2 separate regions of the Mus musculus genome follow, and region 2 is linked to region 1. The links are chromatin contacts, called in public HiChIP or PLAC-seq maps. All regions are on one chromosome and are shown on one strand. The core of a region is the stretch at or near the end of the contact, and the rest is flanking DNA. Distances in the headings are between cores, read along the strand shown.

Region 1 (5,923 bases), core at 1,074-3,573:
GGCTGGCTTGAGAAACTGCGCACAGAGGGAACTTTTACTCTCACCACGCTTTCGGTTTTTGACTCAGTTCTAAGTAGGAGGAAATTCTGAGAATATTAAAATAGCTCAAAGAAATATATAATAAGAATATTAAGAGAACCATACTAGAAACGTTTTCAGATATTCTAAGAAACCATTCTGGAGAACTTCGTCCATCTAAACACTGGTTCTTCAGTCTTCTGTGCTCTGTGTGCAGCTTTGCCTTCTGTCTGTAGATGCTTCTGACCAGCATTCTGGAGCCATTCTTTGTATTAATGCTGTGATTATAGCTGCATAAAATAATGTCTGCATAGATGCAACAAAGCTGGCTAGAGGGCCGGAGAGGTGGCTCAGCCTTTAAGCGTGTGCTAGTCCCAAGTCGCATCCCAGCACCCATGTTGGGGAGCTCACAATAGCCTGTAACTCCAGGTCCAGAGATCCAACACCCTCATCTGACCACTGGACACTCTACTCCTGCACACACCCATTTAGACTCAGATACACGTGCATTAACTAAATAATACAAATAGGGGGTTTTGTTTGGTTTGTTTGTTTGTTTGTTTGTTTGTTTTAAGATAGCTTAGGGAAAGGAAAGCAAGAGAGGCAATTTTTAAATTATGGGTCCTTAGGCAGTGGTCTTTCCCCAAAGTTAAGCTGAACTGTGACAGGGATAAGGGCAAGCTTTGTTTAGTCGTGTTTGAAGTTGGTAGCTGGTAACATGCTTATCAGGTTTTTAATTTTCGACTTCTCTTTTGACTGTAGTGCTTCCATGTCTGCTGTTGCTCTCTCCCTGCCTACCCACCCTTCAGCCTCTGAAGGAAGGCTGGATATTTCTTTAAAGGTTCTGCTTTCGTGTGGAGCCAGGCCGTCCCAGCCCTTAGAGCAGTGAAGGGCACTTTGAGTAGAACAGAAATACCAGCAGCAGCTGTAGTGGTCCTGCCCACCAGAGCTTGCCCTGTTCTCCTTGGTCCCCAGGATGCTGAGGGTTGCCCTTATGTTTTGAAGACACTGTCAGGGAGTTGTACCGCAGGGTGACAAATTGTTCCTTTTTTTCCGTTTTGGTTATTTTTGTTTGGTTGGGGGAGGGGTATGTTGTCGAGCTGTTCTTTACATTGGGGGTTTGTTTGTTTGTTTGTTTGTTTTGCTTTTTTAATGGTAATACAATTTGAATTTAAAGGTATTAATTGCAGCATCCTTTAAATTTGTATTATGTTTGAATTCATTTTAGTGTAGAGGTGATTGCCCACATTTCTTGGTATGAGTATGGAGGTCAGAAGACACCTTGGGGGACTAGGTTCTCTGCTTCTACCCTGGGTGTCAGGGATCAGACTGGAAGCCATCTGGCCTGCCAGTGAGTGCGCTTCTCAGTTGAGCCCTGCAACCAGCCCTATAGTTCTATTTTAATTAGCAAGCAAATATTAGTAAAACCTGATGAGGTTTTGGGACTCTTAATGAAGAATCTTTAAGTCAGATTATTGGCTCTCTGTGATCCCAGCTTTAATTGTACATTTTTTTATTACTTTCAACACTATGGGAAATACTTGAGCACATTTCAGAGAATCAGCAAAGCACCCAGCTGTTAAACATCTTCTCGAATTCTGGTCCGATTCTGGATCACTTCTGCCCTATATTTTTAAGGGTGTGTTGTGTGGCCTTCCACAGAGTTGCCATTTTAACAGTCGTCTGTGGTGGTTTGAACTGTGTACCTAGAGTATTTTGGTCAGTGGGTTCACCCTGCTGTTTTCTCCAGCATGGTTTCACTAACGTCAATCTCAGGCAAGCACAGTAATTAAGAAAGAACAAACACTTTCGCAGAGCAACAGAATTTTTATCAGAATTCACTGTAGCCCTCAGGTTTCTGTTTAGGATGAGACATTTTGCAACATTTAAACTTTCTCCTTGTCTTCATTTCCTGTTGAGGGGATAGAACAAGTTTGAAATCCATTTAATTCACTGAGGACCCTGAAAAGGCAAGTCTTCCTCTTTCCCTGTGGTTTTTACTGTTGGATCTCTTTCTTGGAACAGATGGAGAGAAGAGGAGCCAGGTGATGATTCACGGGATAGAGCCAATGCTGGAAACCCCTCTGCAGTGGCTGAGCGAGCATCTGAGCTACCCAGATAACTTTCTTCATATTAGCATTGTCCCCCAGCCAACAGATTGAAAGAGTGTGTCCTCCTCGCTAGATGGAACCACCTTGAGTCAGGACAACGAGGCGTGACACCCTTGCTTCAGTCAAGTTCAGTGGAGGCAACAGAAACCCGGGCTGCTGCAAGCCAAGGAGGAGAAGATTCCATGAGAGATAGGGCGCCCGGGCAGGGCTGAGTGTGCACCACTGCTTCGCTGAGACACACAGGACCACTGCAGCCTCCTCTTCTCGTGAAATGCAATGCAGCCGAAGCCTTTGCTCAATGAAAAAAAAAAAAATGGAAATGTGCCACAGTTTGTATTTCTGATTAACAAATAAGTGGGGTATTTCCTAAGGTGACCATGGTGGAACCTTAGGCAGGAGAATGGAAACATTGGTTGAATTTTCAATAGAATTAGACTTAAGAAAGTAAAAGAGAAATTCTGTTATTAATAACTTGCAGTAATTTTTTTGTAAAAGATCAAATTACAGTAAACCCATCTTTCCTTAATGAGACTTTCCTGTTTACAGTCAGTCTATTGGTATGCAAACAATCTTGTAACTTTGATAATGAACAGTGAGAGATTTTTAAATAAAGCCTCTAACTATGTTTTGTCATTTAATAACATACAGTTTGTCACTTTTCAAAGACCTCCTGAATCTCATAGAGTAAGCCACTTTTTCTTCTGTGTTCCCATTTCTCACTGGCATAGCAAGGGTGCGGGGCATAAGGCGACTTGTCTCAGGAGCTGTCACAGGATTTATTACTGTGACTTGAAAAATCTGTCTTCTATATACTAAAGGTATAAATAATCCTATCTGTCTTTGCTGTTACGTTGGTCACTGTAAACCTGTCAAATCATAGTATGCCAAGTATCTGTCTATGATAATTTTTGAATATTTTGAATCTCCCGTTCCTTTCCAGTGTTTTTGTTTGGTTTGGTTTTGGTTTTTTGTTTTACGTTTTTGTTTTTTGGCTCCTGGATTATGTCATTGTGGCCCCTGGCAGCCAGTCTTTAAAGCCTGCAGGTGACCTGTCTCTAGACTGCAGTAGCTTTTCCTTATCATTACCAAAAACATCCAGAGGTTACTGGAACTCCTACCACAGTAAGGAAAGTTTGCTGCACTCTCTCGATGGCTGCTTGGAGACTCCTGCTGTTGATTTGTGAGCTAGCTTGCTGTCCACATTGAATGTCAACCCATCTGAGTATGCTAAAAGATGATATCATAAAATAATGGTTCTAGATTCAATAATAAAGATGAATGTTTTCTTATAAAAATTATGTGGTGGCTCAAGTGAGGTCCTGATAGCGCTCCTTCCTCCTTTCTCCTTCCCCTGTCCTCTCCCCTGGCCCCCTGCCCTCTCCCCTATCCTCTCCCCTGGCCCCCTGCTCTCTCCCCTGGCCCCCTGGCCTCCTGCCCTCTCCCCTACCCTCTCCCCTGGCCCCCTGCCCTCTCCCCCTGCCCTCCTTAGCTTTTGATCTTCACTGATTTACAGCACATTTTTTCACAAAAATGAGATAAAGTTGGCCAAATAGCAAATATCCTAGAATGGAAGTTGTAAGCATAATAATAAAAGAAATAACAGTGAGGGTCAATCACAGAAAAAATAGAAGCGAGCAGGAAAGCATTGCCTGACAAAACAAAGCGCCCTTTCAGTAAAGGCGGGGAAAAGAGCACCCTCAGTTACATAAGGAGAACTCGCTGACTTGTGCTTCTGCACATTGGTCTGGGTATGAATGAGGGGATTTTCCCCTTTGGAGTTTTGACAAACTGAGGAGAGGTTACTGAAGGATCGGATGCCAGGGAGGGCTTGTGAGGTGTGCTCAGAAGGGTAGCCATGGTGACTTTTGGGTGACACTGGGGTAAGGGACCTCCACTTGTAGATTAACCGAGTAAATCCCACCAAGCCACTGCCGGCCAGCCCCCCGGTGTTCCTGCTGCCAGGAGCATCTGCAGCCTGGTGAGCTAAGGACCGGGCCCAGTGACCAGAGACAGAATAAAGCCAGGAATTAGTGCTGGCTACAATACCTAGTTTTTATTTGAGCACTTAAGTCTTATGGCCTACTAAAAAGCTAGGTAAATATGTTTGCCTTCATTCCTAGGAGTTGGGAGTGAAATATTTATAGAGCAAGATTGGGATTCCCTCATCTTCAGACTACAAGTTTCTACAGAGATGTGGGATGAGGGATAATGGAGAACGAATGGGCTACGGGTCTTAGTAGGTGGCTCACTCTGAGAATGAAAAAAAGTAAGTTCTTGGCTTTGGTGACAGGGGAGGAATTCAGAGCCTAAGCTACTACTTACCTATCATTGTGCTCCTCGAAACTTGCATGACCTTGCTCCGACCATAGAGAGCTTGTTGGAACTGAAGCCTGGTGATAAGGATGCACAGGGTATGTCCCTGAGGATGAGGGACAAGTGTCCCCAGCCATGTTGTGATTTTCCCAATCAGCGAAACTAAGTGGGTTATCCTAAGACTTCAGGTTTAACATTGAGCAATTAGCTTTGGGGTGGGGGTGGGGGAGCCACAGCAGGAGTGGGGGCTGGCTCTCTCCTTCCACTCCTGGTCCCAGAGATAGAACTCAGGGTGTCACTCTTGGCGGCAAGCACCCTTAACCACTTAGCTACATCTTGCTGGCCCACCAATAACTCTTAATGGTTATTTTTCTATGGTATACTTGTTTAAAAATCTGTTCAGATAACCTATCTTCTAGTTTTCAAAACATGCAGTACATGTGGCTCGTGCTAGATAATGCAAATTACATTTTCTCAGACTGTTGATGCTTCCGTTCTGAGAGGAGCCGGGTCTCCCATTACCTGTGGCACTGTAATTCAAAAAGCAGGATAAAATCCCTGGGTATGAAGGGAGAAAAATCAAATATGATCATATTTAAAACTGGGCTCATTTTTATGCAACCACGATGACAAGAGTTGTTCTCAATACAAGTTCTATTCCTCTCTGTGGTCTTTTTTTTCTTTTTTTCTTTTTCTTTTTTTTTTTTTTTTCTGCTCTGTTCTGTTTTTTGAGACAGGGTTACTCTGTGTAGCCCTGGCTAACTTGTAACTCACTCTGTAGACCAGGATGACCTCCAACTCAGATCTACCCGCCTCTGCCTCTGAGGAATGGGATTAAAGGTATGAACCACCACCACCCGGCCGTCTTTATTTTCAGATATATTCATCTGGCCTGAGAATGCACCAGAAGAAGGTGGAGGAAGGAGAGGTGTGTATCTTGTTCAGATTATTGGAGAGCAGATGGCACCCTGTAATTACAGGTCATCTTTTGTGATACAGAAGTGACAGGCAGGTAGTGTGAGCTGCACTCAAGAGCTTCGATGGCTTTTAGGCTAGCACGTGTGGTAGGGATGCTCTTTCCAGCTGGGCAGCAAAGGGAATCCCCAAGTCAGGCAGTCCTGAGAGCAAACATAACATTTTTCAGTGTGCTGTGTTGTAAAGCCACCAGGTTCACATGTGTGTGAATCAGATGCACTGCTGTTGAGTTGGTCTTGAGCCCTCCATGTAGCTAACAGTTCCCTGGAACTTCTGTTACTCTGCCTATACCTCCCAACTGCTAGCACTACAGGTAAGCATTACCCCATATATTTTTCAAATGTGGTTTTTCTGTAGGATATTTTCAGCTTGCCCGTCTGAACCAGAGAGAAGCCATAGGAAGCTCTTTATCATGATCCTTCATATGACTGACAGATCTTGCAGACTCAAATACAAATTATATTTGCTTCCCCAGATGTACTAGCAAATGTACTAATGTCTAACCT
Region 2 (5,923 bases), core at 1,846-4,345, 96 kb after region 1:
AACTGAGACACACAAACAGGAAAGAGACAGTGTTTCCCCAACTCTGGAGTTTCTTTCCCATGTTGTCGCTTAGGGAAGGAGGAAAGTGACCTGGCACTTTCATAATGCATAGTCCTAGGAGCAAATCTGGAATCCTTACAACACAGAATCCCTCCTTTCACTGCTCCCCAAAGACAGCAAGGATCAGAAACCACAGCACTGTGGGCAATGGTGATGGTGGGAAGTCTCCTGAGGGCTAGCCTCAGCAACTTAAGCCATCAGGAGAGCAACTGCAGCAGCCAGATTCTCAGAGCAAGGAGTTATTTTGCAAATCACTTCACAGCCGACTCTAATTGTTATATAAACACAAATCAGGTGCTCCTCAGGTGTTCTGTGTCTTTGATACAAAGAGTGTACCCACTTCAGAAGCCATAAAACATGGACCTGCCGGCCTGGCCCAGGCCAGGGAGCTGCCACAGGTAAAGGGTGGTTAGTGAAGTCATCCTGACAGAGGACACTTTTACGTGACCCTCTTCCTGGTTAATGCCATCTCTTCAGTTCATAAACACGTCAAGGTTTTGAGAATAATTTTAGAAACCCAGCTAATAAAGCTGGCTCGTTAAAAGAATAAAGCCATCTCATGAGCAGAGGAAAAACTTCTTTTTCTAAGGAAGTTTCTTTCCTTTAAAACTGTCATCCAAGAGGGCCAGGGGGTGAAGCACTGAGCCCTTTACCATGCTGCCCACCAGTGCTGCCAGTTAGCTTTCCCAAGACATGTCAACTTGCCAAAAAATTTAACTGTTTACTAATTAGTATAGGACAGCTGAAGGGAGGAAGAAATGAATAGGAATTGGTTTGAAGAGAAAGCAAGGAAAACAGCCACTGGAGCGATCAATTATTTGCCAATGCATATAAATTCTCACGGTTCTCAGAGATAGTAGTAGGAGAGCTGGCCCAATTGCCAGTCAGACTTCAAGAAGGCAGCCGGCTTACCTCTTTGCTGTTGTTGGCAGCATACTTGAAAAGCAGGTTCCTTGGTAAGGATGCCTCGGCTTGAACAGAAGTACCCCCGTCAGCGCCGGAATCCCAGGGGTGGTCGTTCACTATGTATGTACACTTCTCTTCAAACTCGGCCTCTGTCCACAAAGTCATATCAGCGTCCTCCATGTCCATTTTCATGATCCCAGTCTCTGCCAGTCCTTGAAACTTCACGGAGCCGGAGCTAGACTTGGGGGCAGCCTGGAAGAGAAGGGAAAGGCTTTTAATCCCCATTGTCCGGCGCTCCTGTGCCTCCCTCTTAGAGGCTATGACTAACACGGTGCTCTGAAGACTTTAAAAGCTTGGAGTACTTGTACAGTTGAGTAAGAGTCCAAAGCCGTGTAAAGTAGACTGCCTTGAAGAAGCACGGTTTTAAAATGCAGCCTTTGGCTGAAAAAAAAAAAAAAAGCGTATATGTATATGTTAACCTCATCGGGAGAGAAAGAACAGCTACCTTTGAACAATCCTTGGCTTTATCACTCAAGGCAGAAATGTGTTGTGGGCGCTGCTGCGTCCTGTGTCCCGGGACGCCCGGGGTCATGGCCGCCAGACCCTCAGAGCTGTGGAAAAGCTGTCTCAGAGAAGTGTCACAAACAAGGGGAGGAAGAGGCAGGGGCGCTGCCTGCGTCTGAATGAAGCTAAAAATGGAAAACACGTGTGGTGCAGGAGCGGAACCCAGTCTGCCTTTTCCAAATGGGGAAAACTGAACTTTCCCACCAGCTCCCTAGCGAAGCAACTTTCAAAACAACTAGGTCCCCTCCCTCTGCCGCGCGCGCGCGCGCGTTCAGTCTCTTTCATCCTCCAGCAGGCAAGCCTGAGAGGGGTTGCATCCTGCCAGCATCCTTGAGTACCAGCCTTCCCGAGCTCCCATGGACCACAGGAAAAGAAAAATTGGGGAAGAGGGAAACACCCAGCAGTTTTGTTTGTTTTTTTAATCCGTGGGCATCTCGAGCCAGATAGAAAAATTAAAAACAAAACATATTAAAAAAAAAGTCAATAGAATTCCCTGAAGAGAATTCCTTTAGGAGCCCTCAGCCACAAATAGCACTTTCTATTTAAATGTGAAAGTGCATGAATTCCCAGAAGTCACTGAAGTGGCACAGTTTACTGTAACTAAAGTTATACAGAAGACTTGGGGATCCTCCTCTTATCTGCCCTCGGAAAAAGTCCTTTCCAAAGAGGAAAAGCAAGAAAGATAAAACAGCCTCTGCAACGTATTCCCACATAGACGCCGCAGATAAAAATTAGGAATAAGGATAACCATGTTAGAACGCGCGCTTGTGAAAATGTAAACACAGTACAGCGGGAGTCCCTCTCCGGAGCTGGTCTTTACAATTCGTCCCTAGATAGGACGCTCCGAGAAGGGGAAAGATGCTTACTTGTCCTTGTCCCGGGTACAACTTAAACTATCTCATTCTTATTTAGTTCCAACATGTAAGGTCATGTGGAACAAACGATGTTAAATACAAGTGAAAACCTAAGTCAACCCGGGATAGTTACAGTAATGTAAAGGCAGCGAGTGGCGAAGCGGACAAGAACCACTACTGAAATTTCAGTGAATTGACAATTATGTCTAGAACTGAAAGGGTTAATGATTCATACGGAGGAAAAAAGTCTTCTAAATGTTTGACAGTGCTCCGCGTACTAAAACAGAAGCGCTGGTTTCTACTGAGGCTTCATTCTTTTTTTTTTTTTAAAAGGGGGAGGGGGGAGAAAAGAAAAGTTAAAAAAAAAAGGAAGAAAGAAAAAGGGATAAAAGGTTTCAAATCGTATTAAAGACAGAATCTGGTTCCTTACCAAGGTCGTACCCACACGTTTTTCCAAGAGAAGATCCAACATCTGAGATAAGCCTCTCTCATGTCCACCCAGTCCACATCCTCCCGCGTCCCTGCCGGGCTGAGCAGTACTGACGCGCACCTCGGCGGTCCCTCCTTTTCTACGGCCGCGGGCCGGGCTCGCTCCGGGCGGACAGGTGCTGCGCGCTGCTCTTGCGTCTCCGCGACACTGGAGGGCCGAGTGTCACTGCAGCAGTGTCTGTGCGAGCGAGCGAGTGAGCGAGCGACTGACTACTCTTCCCCCTCCCTGCCCTGCCGCAGACTTCTTTACCAATACTGACGGTCTGATTCACTCCTACCAGCCGCCGCGATGGGGGCGTGGCCGCACCTGGCCAGCCCAGCCGTGCAGCGTGGGGTTCAGGGCTTCCCCCCACCGACTGCGACCCGCGGCAGCTTCCTCTGTTTGCAAATGGATTTCAACAAGGACTGGGAATCTTCTTACTTCCCTTTGCAGGCGCTTGCCCTCCATGTTTACCCACACTACGATTGTATTCTAAGTCCTCCGGATCGCTAGCTTCCTGTCGCGGCAGAGCGGGGCGGGGTGGGGGACTCCTCCTCAAAAGAAAACCCTAGTCACCTAAACTCGGTGTCTCAATTACAGGATCCGACGTACTTCGAAGGAAAGAGCTAAAGTATTTTGGCAGCACATGCAATACAATTTCGCTGTGTAGTCCTGGAGTCATTGCCAATGAAATAAATATTCTAAGGCGGTTCTCCTCTAGTATTAAACGTATAGGATTTCATTTCTCCTGCTAACTGAATACATTCAGCTTAGGTAGACCTAACTTCCTCCTTTCGACCATTTGGAAATAGGGAAACAGGAAAAAGTTATAATCATATATACTGGTTTTGTTGTCCCTGCCTCTCATGCCCAAACCCACAGCCAGGCTTCCGAGCGTGTGCGTACAATGGAGAGTAGGAATGCTTCCCAGTTAAAAAGGGGATGTTGGGCTGGGGGCAGTGAGTGGAAAGCTGTTGGAGGCAGTAATTAGTGGGGCTCGTTCTGAGCCTGGCCGGCTTTTCCTTCAGCCCCAGTCTGTCTTCTGGAGAAGGAAGGACATCCTGTGATGATGGCATACAATGTCCTGTTTGTTTATTATTAAGAGCGTGGACCTTGCATTCCTGCTTCTCATTACAAAACAAACCAGATGCGGTACTTCCTTCAATGGTCTTTTGCCTTCAGCAGGGATCCTCCAATTCACAGAAACAATGCTGCTAAGGGCCCATTTATAGCCAGCATCCCATCACAGCGACTTTTTAGATCACAGAAACTCAAGTCTTCCCCTTATCTTGCTTGCCTCATCGCAGGTTCCCCTCACCCCCACCCCCATTTTTAAAAATCATCTCTCCCAAAAGTTTACGATGTGGTATCTTTTCTAGTATTCTAAACACACGGGGCATACACACCCACCCACATCCAGATCCACACCCACATTCACACACCCAGACCCAACCTAATGATACCAACTTAGTCATACAATGAAGTGGACATTTGAGTATTTGTTTACAGGAAGAAATGAAACACAGCAAAACAAAAGCCCAACTCAATCATAAAGACAGGCTTGTTCTTCTGTTTTCCTTTCAAGAAACTTTCCCAGAAAAATTTTTTTGGGGGGGAGGGGTGTGTGGAAGGTATCACAGAAAATGATATGTGCATCTAAAAAATCCTTCTACAATTTATGTAGTTCGGAACAATCAAATTTATACCGGGGACAAGAGTAGAATACACTGGGGGGGGGGGGGGGGGTTGTAGGTCCACCTGTTATTTCATTTTCTGCCAGAGGGGGCGCTAGCACCAAGAAGAAACAGGCTGTTAGCTTGCTCTTGTGCCAGGGCTATATACAGAGAAACCCTGTCTCCAAAAACCAAAAAAAAAAAAAAAAAAAAAACCCAAAAAAACCAAACCAAAACAAAACAAAAAAACCCGAATGAACAATTCTTAAGAGTTCTCAGAAAGGTCCAAGTGATAATTAAACAAAAGAAATCCAGCCTCCTGCAGAGGGTTTATTAACCGATGCTGAGTCAGCACCACTATGGACAGAAAAACAATGTAGTCATCTCAGGGTCTGGCCTGCTGCTAGCTGTCTCCACTGCACAGCAGTTAACACGGTTTACCCTGCTTTCCTTTCATGAAAAACTTTGCTCTTGGGGCACAGATACCATGTAAGTGTCAGTGATTCCACCACTGTGGTGTAAAGAAAGAAGCAAAGGGTGGCAGTCAGAGTGGGAAGAGGGCTATTTTAAGCCAAATGTTTGCTTTAATGACTGGAAGATGCCTGTGAATCAACTCATGGTTAATTAATATCAGCCTGGGCTCACCTTCCGAGGTGGCGAAATAGGCTTGAGTCTAGGGAGGACGCAAACATCAAATATCAGTGTGAGGCTCATCCAGGCAACCCTAAAATTAGTTCCAGGTGTTCCAGCTGTGCTGGACAAAGCCATAGGTGAAACCATCAGGAAACAAAAAAACAAAAAACCAAAAAACCAAAAAAAAAAAAAAAAAGGGATAGAGCATCATTGGAGTATAATATCCTTGAAGTATTTGCTCCAGGACAAACGAACACGAGATGAGGGGGAAACAAAACAAACAGTTCCAGGCCAAGTTCTGATGCTGACGGTGGTAGTTAAGGAGAGATAGTGGTATAAGCTAAGATGAAGGGCAAATTCATATTATAGCACTTAGGTAGCGTCCAGAGCAGAACAGCTAAGCAGGGCCTGACTGTGGGCTGAGCGCCACCCAGCACCCTCCAAAGGCTGGAGCCCCGCACTCCCGGATGTGGACACTAAAGCTAGGAGACCAGGAGGTGCTAGTGCCTGTGCACAGCACAAAGAACTGAAGTGGCCATGGTCTGGAATCCTAAGTATTAAAATATTCCTTCTAGGAGCTGGAGAGATGGCTCAGTGGGTAAGAACACTGACTGTTTGTTCTTCTGAAGGCCCTGAGTTCAATTCCCAGCAACCACATGGTGGCTCACAACCATCTGATGCCCTCTTCTGGGGTGTCTGAACACAGCTACAGTGTACTTACTTACATATAATAAATAAATCTTTTTTTTTTTTTTTTTGTTTTT

The links. HiChIP or PLAC-seq counts read pairs in DNA pulled down with a chosen protein or histone mark.
Region 2: an H3K4me3 HiChIP or PLAC-seq map of the SCID.adh cell line shows a contact between it and region 1, with 14 read pairs. The contact joins the promoter of Prdm1 here to the enhancer-like site in region 1. A contact is called at or near these places in 4 of 39 promoter capture datasets (embryonic stem cells, hippocampal neurons, macrophages and 1 more), 13 of 484 Hi-C or Micro-C datasets (CD8 T cells, LSK cells, Th2 cells and 7 more), 11 of 115 datasets of contacts at active chromatin or transcription factors (the 230-238 cell line, CD8 T cells, the SCID.adh cell line and 4 more) and 1 of 9 other capture datasets (adipose tissue).

Annotation. Positions count from the first base shown.
Region 1 is chr10:44,360,873-44,366,795 of GRCm38.p6, forward strand. It overlaps Atg5 (autophagy related 5), which reads left to right. Exons shown (of 8, transcript NM_053069.6): 8 at 2,044-3,427. The coding sequence ends at 2,180. Among named protein-coding and RNA genes, the nearest start is that of Mir1929, 4.2 kb to the left of the region's middle. Within about 2 kb of position 2,324, at least 7 of the 459 cell types and tissues checked have an H3K27ac peak or open chromatin away from gene starts, as enhancers often do. A contact at or near this core is called in the SCID.adh cell line, where this site is marked.
Region 2 is chr10:44,455,653-44,461,575 of GRCm38.p6, forward strand. Prdm1 (PR domain containing 1, with ZNF domain) reads right to left here and starts at 3,096. Exons shown (of 7, transcript NM_007548.4): 1 at 2,815-3,096; 2 at 973-1,218. The coding sequence starts at 2,856.